Linked DNA regions of Mus musculus: region 1 is linked to region 2. The links are chromatin contacts, called in public HiChIP or PLAC-seq maps. All regions are on one chromosome and are shown on one strand. Each heading gives the region's core, a stretch centred on a gene start, on an enhancer-like site or on the middle of the called end of the contact. The rest is flanking DNA. Distances are from core to core; before and after follow the strand shown.

The links. HiChIP or PLAC-seq counts read pairs in DNA pulled down with a chosen protein or histone mark.
Region 1: a contact with region 2 is called in an H3K27ac HiChIP or PLAC-seq map of microglia, with 4 times the contacts expected there. The contact joins the promoter of Shcbp1 here to the promoter of Mcoln1 in region 2. A contact is called at or near these places in 1 of 39 promoter capture datasets (erythroid cells), 1 of 484 Hi-C or Micro-C datasets (B cells) and 1 of 115 datasets of contacts at active chromatin or transcription factors (microglia).

The regions. Positions count from the first base shown.
Region 1 is chr8:4,777,136-4,781,697 of GRCm38.p6, forward strand. Shcbp1 (Shc SH2-domain binding protein 1) reads right to left here and starts at 2,432. Exons shown (of 13, transcript NM_011369.3): 1 at 2,286-2,432. The coding sequence starts at 2,388. It also overlaps the pseudogene Gm6334.
Region 2 is chr8:3,497,129-3,501,979 of GRCm38.p6, forward strand. It overlaps Mcoln1 (mucolipin 1), which reads left to right and starts at 3,391. Exons shown (of 14, transcript NM_053177.1): 1 at 3,391-3,499. The coding sequence starts at 3,469. It overlaps Zfp358 (zinc finger protein 358), which reads left to right. Exons shown (of 2, transcript NM_080461.2): 2 at 1-80. The coding sequence ends at 7.

The DNA.
Region 1 (4,562 bases), core at 1,182-3,681, 1.3 Mb after region 2:
GTTTTGGTTTGGTTTTATGGAGACAGAGTTTCATGTAGCCCAGGCTGGTCTCCAACTTATTAGGTAGCCAAGCATGGCCCTTTATTCCCATTGCTCCTGCTCCTACCACTCAAGTGCTGGAATCACAGAGATGCACTATCACTCCTGACTTGTAAATGCCACTTTTAAGATTTCTCATACAATAGCATACAAGTTTAGTTCCTTACAGACAGACACTTTAAAGCTGACTCTTCATATTATAACGCTTTCACATTGGAAATACTGGCTGTTTTCTAAGGCATCTGTACATATGAAACTTTTGGCTGTTCACAAAGTACGCTTGTTGAAGAATTAAGTCACACCTATGATTTCTCACATCAACCTAACTCTGTCCATTACACATTATAACTGAATGTGTTAATATAAACTAGCTTTAAAAATCATCAAGGCCAGACACGGTGGTTCATGCCTTGAGCCTCCAGTACAGGTGGAACTCTGAGTTGGAGGCTGGCTTGGTCTACATAGTGAGTTTCAGGTCAGCCAGGACTATGTAGAGGCCCTGCCTCAAAGTAAAAAAGGAACTGGGGATGGTAGAGCTCTTTCCTAGCATATGTAAGGTCACAGTTTGGCAAATAAAATTCCCATGATTAGGTACAATGAAGCTGAGGGTTAGAAAAGCTGGGTTAGGGCTGGGGCTCTATGAGGCGACAAGGCGGCAGACCTTCTGCACTGGCTAATCAAGAGTGAAAAACCTGAAGAGATGCAGGCAGGAAAACGGAATTAGACTAGACTTGCTATACAGTCAGAGAGAGACCACCTGGACTTCTGCTGTGAGCTTTGAAAATCCCACGGCCACATTCAAGGCAGTATTAGCACCCATGTTTCTTGGTTGTCCCTTGGTCAGGCCTGAGGAGCGATGCGACAGGCATGATGGAAGTCGAGTCCTCTTACTCGGACTTCATCTCCTGCGACCGGACAGGCCATCGGAATGCAGTCCCTGACATCCAGGGAGACTCGGAGGCCGTGAGCATGCGGAAGCTCGCTGGAGACATGGGCGAGCTCGCACTTGAGGGAGAAGCACAGGCAGAGGGAAGTACCCCAGACAAGGAAGCCAGCAGCCAGCCTGAGAGCAGTGATGCGAACACCTCGTCCTGAGTCTGCCTGTGGTCCCAAGGCTGGAAGAGACCTGCTGTACCTCCCGGACTGGAGCCCTGGCCAGCCAGGCCGACTGAGAGCCTCATGGAATCCTCTGTGGCCCCCACTCCAGCCAAGTCCTCCACCCACACCGCAGGCTCCACTCTTCCCCACCTCCCCACGGTGCTCAGGTACACTCTGAAGACAACCAGCACCACGAGATATTATTTATTCAGCTAGGCGGGGCTTGAGCCAGGCCCTGCCCCTAGGTGAGCAGCTGCCACCTGGACAGGGACTGTCCTGTCACCACTCACCCTCCAGCCAGCCTGTCTGTCAGGAAGATCTTCCTAGCCCTTTTTTAAAGCTTCTTTTACATTTTTAAAAAAACATAACTTTTTCAGAGAGAGAGAGAGAGAGAGAGAGAGAGAGAGAGAGAGAGAGAGAGAGAGAGAGAGAGAGAGAGAGAAGCTGACAATCACTTTTCTTCTGCTTTGGTTTTGGGTTTTGGTTTTGTTTTGAAAGCGGGTTTAAGCTCAGTTCTGATGATCTATGCAGCTCTAAGTTTCCTCATGGCGCCTCACAGATCCAGTTTGGGGAAAGGATTTGGATTCAAAACTAACTGACCAATTCTTTGCCCTTTTTACCAAAAGACTGATACTTAGGCCCAGGAAATAAATGCTGGTGGTTTGTGTTGGAAAAAAAGAAAAAAGAAAAGAAAAGAAAAGCTGGGTCAATTCTATTTCTGGATTCTATCCAAACTCAGCTCTGCTGTCATCTGTCCCCAGTGCATAGGATGAGAGTTCAAGGTTGTTTTTAAAAAGGAGAAGCGTAGCACATGATCCCTTAGATGTAGGTTAAAAACAAATCAATCAATCAATCAATCAATCAATCAAACAAACAAAAACTTGGCTCATGAAATAAATGAATACAAAGCCCCCTGAGTCCCTTCCGTCTGGGGAATGTCCACCCAGATCCAACCCCTTCTCTTCTCCGGAAGCTGAGTCAGGAGGATAGAGAGCCTAAATTGGCCACAGTATCTCCCGACTCCGAAGTCGTGAGAGCGGGGCCAGACCCAGCACAGAACTCCCCACCCAGGTAATCGCGTCCTTAGGGTGGCCAGGCCCGGCCGGCAACCACGAAAACAGCTCTCCGACTCGGGTTGAGGTGCTCACCTTCCTTCCAGGACGCCGGTTCCTTCTCCGCCGCCAAGTCAGGTCTCGGTGGAACCATAGCTATAGGTTCCAGAACTCCACCAGCCCGCAAATCATCAGCCATTTCAAATTTACGCGGGCGGCTGTCACAAACCAGAACGCGATGACGACATCTCTAGCGTCAGTACTCGACTAGAGGAGCATCTTCAGCTTTCAGTAACTGCTCTGATAGTCCTTCAGCGCCACCTGTGGGATTGGCGGACTGTTCTCGATCAAGTTCTTCCCAGTAACAAAAGGAAGTTGAATGTTGATGTAATTTGGAATGCTTTCTCAAAAATCAGCAAGGCAAACTTGGATGTTGAGCATAGTAGAAAAGATAATGAAAGTGAAATGATTAAGATATGCCATCTTGATTGACTCTATGTTTGCTTAAAGAGTTTTTAGGTCAGTTGACCTTGGCAACACCTTTAAGATTTCCAGAGCCTTGGCCATGGTCAGAGGTATTAAACGAAATAATTAGCAAGTTATGTCTAAAATAACTACTATTTTCTGCTAATAATAAATGCTTCAAGATTACTCTAACACCCACTTTACTTTGGTTTACCTTTAAAACTATATATCCTTGAGCTTTGTCAACAAGTAAGTTTTTAGGGGCTCAAGTTTGATCTCCAATAAAAAGGACGTAAAAGTTTTAATTGGCTTAATCAGTGTGGTTGTCAATTACAGTAGATCATTACAAACAACACAAAAGCAAACAAACAAACAAACAAACAAACAAAAACATGTATGTGTTTTAGCCACTGCTAGTGAATGCTATTACGTGTGTGTGTGTGTGTGTGTGTGTGTGTGTGTGTGTGTGTGTAAATCCCTTCATGACTCAGGAGCTGGCTACAGATGAAGCAATATTAGAATGTTGGTATAAGCAGCTCTGTCACTGTCACCATCAGGAACCAGACACTGGGTAGTTTCAAGTAATGTTAAATTATATTTAGATAGGCTGTGGTGGCATATGCCTTTAATTCTACTACTCTAGAGTCAGAAGCAGAGACAGAGACAGGAGGTAGGTCTCTAGGAGTTCCAGGCCAGATTGGTCTACAAATCAAATTCCAGTTCAGTAAGGGTGATATGGTAAAACGTCTCAAAAAGTTATATTTAGTATGCTATTTGATTAACTTTTAATAAATTAAACTGTAACTAACGTTAATAGCTATTATTTACTATACAAAATACTGCCAGCAAGTTTTACCTACAATATCTTATTTAAATTTCAAAAATCATTCTATGGAGCTGGAAAAATGTTTCAACTGATGGGATATTTGCTAGACAAGCATGAGGACGTGTTTGGTCCCCAGACCCACATAAAAAACTAGATATGATAGTAACCATTTGTAATCCCAGTGCTGGAAGAGGGATGGTTTGGAGACAGGACCACCCTGGATCTTATTGGTCAGCAAGTCTATCCAAATTGGCAAAGTTCAGGTTCAGTGAGAGAACTTATCTCAAAAAATAAGGTGGGGAGCCATAGAAAAAGACACCAGACCTAATCATCTGTTATCTACACTTATGTCCACACACTCACATGAACATGCATGTATCACAAAACATATGTAAATTAATACATAAATATTTTATCAGTCTTCAGGAATTAGTCTTGCTATCCCCCAGTAATCTGCTCCTTGCTATGTACTGAAAAAGCATGTTTTCTTAAAAAATATTCCAATGAGATAAGACGTAGCAGTACGGTCTACTCATTTCACAATGAGGTACAGACCTCATGAAAAAGTTGAATAACTTCTCCAAGCTAATTCAATAGCTTTTCCATGTCCTCTTGCTCTGGTGGCTGGCTGTTAGTCATCAAGATGTCGGTGTTTGAGGTGACTAATTGAGGCCTGAGGTGAACCAGATTCTAGAGAGTTATGTTTTTTTCCCCCCTAGTCTCCCAGCCCCTTCCCAGTGGCTCCCATGAGACAAAGTTTCTTTTGTATCACCTCGTTTTGCTCTGTAGATTGCCATCTTTACCAGCTTGCCACAGGTATCTCAGTAGCACCTTAACTTAATTCTTTCTCATCCTCGATGTCACTTCTTGAGGTATGTTGTATGAAAAAAAGTCTATTTTCAGTAACAGAAAAAAAAAAAAAGAATTTCCAGAATCAAACTTTTAGTCTTTTGTAGACTAGTCTAGTCCAATGTTCTGGGAAGTTGTGCTACTCCAGGTAGAGCTCAGCTTGGGAGAGTGGAAGCATCAGTATCATTCCGTTGCTTCATCAGCCCTGGGGATGGTGGGAGACTTTTGAAGCC
Region 2 (4,851 bases), core at 2,141-4,640:
TGGATAAAGGGGGCACTGGCATCTATGGTGATGTGAGGAAAGTGTGTGTTATATTCACAGTAAAATCCTCCTGCCTCCTGGCTCTGTGTTGTTACTTGCCTGTTTCAGTTTCTCCTGCTGCTGGTGAGAATGGAGGGTGTGGTCCAGGCCAGGCAGATCTGTGAAGGCACAGGCTCTGGGCTTCCTAGCTTACCATACAGGGCCCCACAGAGAGTCTTTTTCACCTGTTATGTCTCTGCTCTCCTCGGTCTGGACACTAGTCAGGTCACACAACCTGTGTGGGCGTTTTCCTTAGCTATTTGCTCCAGTGCTGGGATTTCTGGCATGATGATATTCCAGTGGGATGACCATAGGGGCTACTAAAGGACACCAGAGACAAGCCCACTGGATCCTTGGGCTAACCTCCTTGCCCTTGAAAAGCCACCGGAAGAGTGCAGGTTTCATACTCCTGTTACACATTTTATGTGCTTAACGAACATCTGTTATCCTGTGTAGCAGTGTGGGCCTGTCACCTAAGCACTCTGTAGGTAGCAGCAGGGAGATTAGACTATGTAGTAAGCCTGTCACGAAAAGCTAGACTGTCATTTGGTGATTTATGTTAAATTATTTTATTTGATGTGTATACATGCTTTGCCTGTAGGTATATCTGTGTGCCGTGTGCATGGAGTGCCCACACAGAGCAAAAGAGGACATTGGAACCCTTATTATATATTTATGAGTTACAGATGGTTATAAACCACGATCTGGGTGAAAGGAATTGAACCCAGGCCTTCTGTAAGAGCAGCAAGGACTCTTAACCACTCAGCCATCTCTTATATATTTGAAAAATATATTTTGTATGTGTGTCTGCGTGTCTGTGTGTGTGCCATAGCATCTGTGTGTGGAGGTCAGCTAACTTTCAGGGGTTGGTTTTCCTACCATAAAGGTTTTGAATATTGAACTCAAGTCATCAGGGTTGGCAGCAAGTGCCTTTACCTAATAAGCCATCTATCAGCTTGCTTTATTTTATTTAAATTTTTATTTTGTGTGTATGAGTGTTTTGCCCACATGTAAGTGCATCATGTGCAAGCCTGATGCCTCTCTGGGAAGCCAAAAGATGATGCTGGATCTCCTGAAACTGGAGCAATGGGCAGCTGTGAACTGCCATGTGGGTCCTATGTACTGACCCAAGTTTAATCATTGAAACCATCTCTTCACCTTATGTGTTGGTTTATTTGTTTATTGAGATAGGGTCTCATTTTGTAACCCAGGCTGGCCTAGAATGTACTATATAGTCCAGGCTTGCCTCAACCCCCTGAGTGCTAGCATTATAGGTGTTAGCCATCATGCCCTAATAAACATATAATACTGAGGTCCCAGAAGAAAACAAGACCAACACAGTTTGGTCAATTCTAGTTTAGAAATATCTCAAAACCAAGGACAGAGGGTGGAACATTCTAAAACCATAGCAAGATTTCTGATTAAGATGGAAGGATCACTTTTCCTGAGGAACGTTTTTGCTTTATTTGGAGGGTAGGGTATCACTACACAGACCTAGCTGACCTCAATATCCATCTTCTAAACAGCCCAACACGCTTACCCCCTCTGTGTGTGTGAGTGTGTGTGTATGTGGTGTGTGTGAGTGTGAGTGTGTGTGTGTAGTGTGTATGTGGTGTGTGTGTGGTGTGTGTGTGGTGGCAGCATATGGACTTGTAGGTGTGGATGACAGTGCCTGTGTGTATGCACACATAGAGGCGAGGGATTCAGGTTGGCATCTTCCTCAAGTCTTTACTTTTTTAAAATTTAATTTTTATTATATATTTATAAGTATTTTGCTTTCAGGTAAGTCTGTGCCCCATGACTGTTGACTTTGGAGGTCAGAAGAGGACATTGTATCTAGTGGAACTGGAATTATAGGCAGTTGTCAGCTGCCATGTGGATGCTGGGAACTGAACTCGAGTCCTCTACCAGAACCAGTTCTCCTCACTGATGCACTATCTCTTCAGCCCCTCACTTTTATCCTGGGGCTCACAGACTGGTTAAACTGTTGGCCCCAGGCCCCAGGGATCCTCTCATCTCTGCCTCCACAATGCTGGGATTACAGGTACCAGGCCTTAGTTTTTACACAAATTCTAGGGATCTGAATTCAGATCTTCATGCTTTCATGGCAAGCACCTGAGCCAGTGAACCACCTCCCTGACTATTGCACCGAGCCATCTCCCTAGCCTCAATGCCTGGCTTTTGAGAAAGTATTATAATACTTACCAATGTTATTGGACTGCAAGGGCCATCATGCCATGTTTCCACAGCGCTGGGGACTGATCCCAGTTTGTGCCTGCTGAGCAAGCACCCTATCAACTGGGCTACATCCCCAGTACTGTGAGATGGTCTGAATTATTTCATTGAATCCTTTGTACAGCTCTGGGAGGCAGGTAATCCTGGGTGAATCCCGTTTTGCAAAGAACAAGAAAATTTCAATTGATTATTATTAATAATAAAAGGGCCAGGCAGTGGTAGTGCGTGCCTTTAATCCCAGCACTTGGGAGGCAGAGGCAGGCGGATTTCTGAGTTCGAGGCCAGCCTGGTCTACAGAGTGAGTTCCAGGACAGCTAGAACTATTACAGAGAAACCCTGTCTCGAAAAACCAAAATAAATAAATAAATAAATAAATAGAAATTAGCTCACAATTTAAGGCACGGTGGAAAGTTTTGAAGTGATGGTTAGATTTACACTCAAATTGTCTTCCTTGCAGAGCTGCGTTTTTAACTATCAAGTTCCAAGCAAGACTGCCATAAAGAGGTGAATGGCAGACCAGCGGTCAGTTTAAGTGGGAAGTTTTCTGGTCGTTGCAAAGCCTTGGGAAGTCACCAGGAGGTTCTAGAAGGTGGAAATTCTTTGGAGGTCCTGGACTCTCCGTAGGAGGAGACTGGCTGTAAAAGATAGGACTGAGGCTGTTGCAGTAGCGCAGAAAGTCTTTGGACTGTTAAAATACGGTTCTATTTGGTTTAGGAAACGGTTTGCTTGTAGCTCAGATGGGAGACAGAAAAGGTTTCTGGGAGTAGAGGGGCGGATATTTTCGGCTTAGGACGCCGGATCATCGCCGGACACTACTGAGGGTAACAGGTGAAGCTCTGGACTCAGAAGTTACAAGGCTGTCGCCGAGCCAGATCGGATCCAGTTCCCGCCACACCTAGAAGCCAGTGGGTCCCTCAGACCTTTTGTTAGAGTTGCTATCGGCACTAGGACCGCGCGACTATTTTTAGTCCACAAGCGGCCAGCGAGGGGCGCATGCGCACTGCTGGGAGGCTCTGCCCCGCCCCTTAGAAAGGGTCGCGCTTGTCACGTGTTCAGTTCAGGCGCCCCGCTCACGTGACCGCGGCGCATGTCAGCTGATGCGGGAGGGTTTGAAGCGGCGCCGGGAGGGAGCGAGGCTGCAGTGACCGCGGCGCGCGCTGGGACCCACCCGCGTCTCGCGCTCACCCTGCGGCCATGGCCACCCCGGCGGGCCGGCGCGCCTCAGGTGAGCGCGGGCGGCGGGAGGGCGCGCCCAGCTCAGCGACCTCGGGTGACTTCCGCTGCAGTCCAATACTGGAAGATGGGCTTTCGGCTTCTAGAACCTGGGCGGCGGGCGGGCCAGCATCTCCTACCTCAGGCGGAGAGCTTCTACCGATCCTAGAATCTGGGCGGCGGGTGGGCATCGAGCGTCCAGCTTAGTGTTCTGACTTTCAGGGCGGACTTCTCAGTGTTCCTATGGGAGATTGACGAATGATTCCTCCTAGAATCTGGGCAGTGGGTGCACAGCGACACCTCCGACCTTGGACGTCAAGCGCCCAACTTCCCGTTCGTCAATTCCAGTGCGGACTTCTCAGATGCTCCATAGGGGAGAGATGGGTAGATGGCTCCCAGAACCTGGGCTTCCAGTTCTCAAGTTTTTCAAGTCCTCATATGAGAGAGATAGACAGTAGCATCCTAGAACCTGGGTGGTGGGTGTGTACCAACAACATCTCTAACCTCAGGTGAACAGCTTGCATAGTACCCAGAACTCAGGTAGTACAGGTACCAGCAACTCTTGGCCTCAAGCACTGAGGGTCTACAGTTCCTAGAACTGGGTGGTGGGTGGACACCACTTCCCCAGCCTCTTTCTCCAAGCTCTCCATTTTTCCCTTTAAAGTGTGGTGCAGACTTATGGAGGAGAGATGGGCAGTTGGTTCTCAGAACCAGTGGGCAGGTCCCAGCCTTTAAAACCTCTGCAGAGAGCTTATTGTTGATGACAATTCTAAAGGCCAGTACAAACTTAGTTGCCTTATGAGAGAGAGATAGAGCGTCCAAAGAACTTGGACAGTGGGTGGGCTTAAGATTCTCCAGTTTAAGAGGGCAGGACTCCTGATAATCCCAGCCTCCACCTCCCTTGTGCTGGGATTCTAAGCATGTATCACCATGGATGGCTGTATTATTGTTATTACGAAACATTTCTTTCCAGGGTTGTTTGTGACCTGTGAGAGTATTGCCTTCCCCAACCTAGTCTCTTCTCAGTTTGTAAACAGGCGCCAGCCAGCCAGCCAGCCAGCTAGCTAGTTTCTTCCATTAGGACAGTATTTGAAGCCCGAGCTTTTGTTAGCGGTAGTTTGGTTTTGTTTGGATCAGGTTCTTAGTCTATAGACCCTGAACTTCTTTTACTTTTGTTTTTGTCTGTTTTGAGACAGAGTGTCTATGTAGCTCTGGGAGTTCTGGAATTCTGGTATCTGCCTTCTTTGCTTCCAGAATTCTGCCAGACTTGAACCTGTGATACTCCTTTTTCAGCCTCTGAGTACTGTGATTACAGGCCTAGTCGAGTCTTCCTCCTCCTCTTTCTCTCCTCCTTCTGGATTGAAC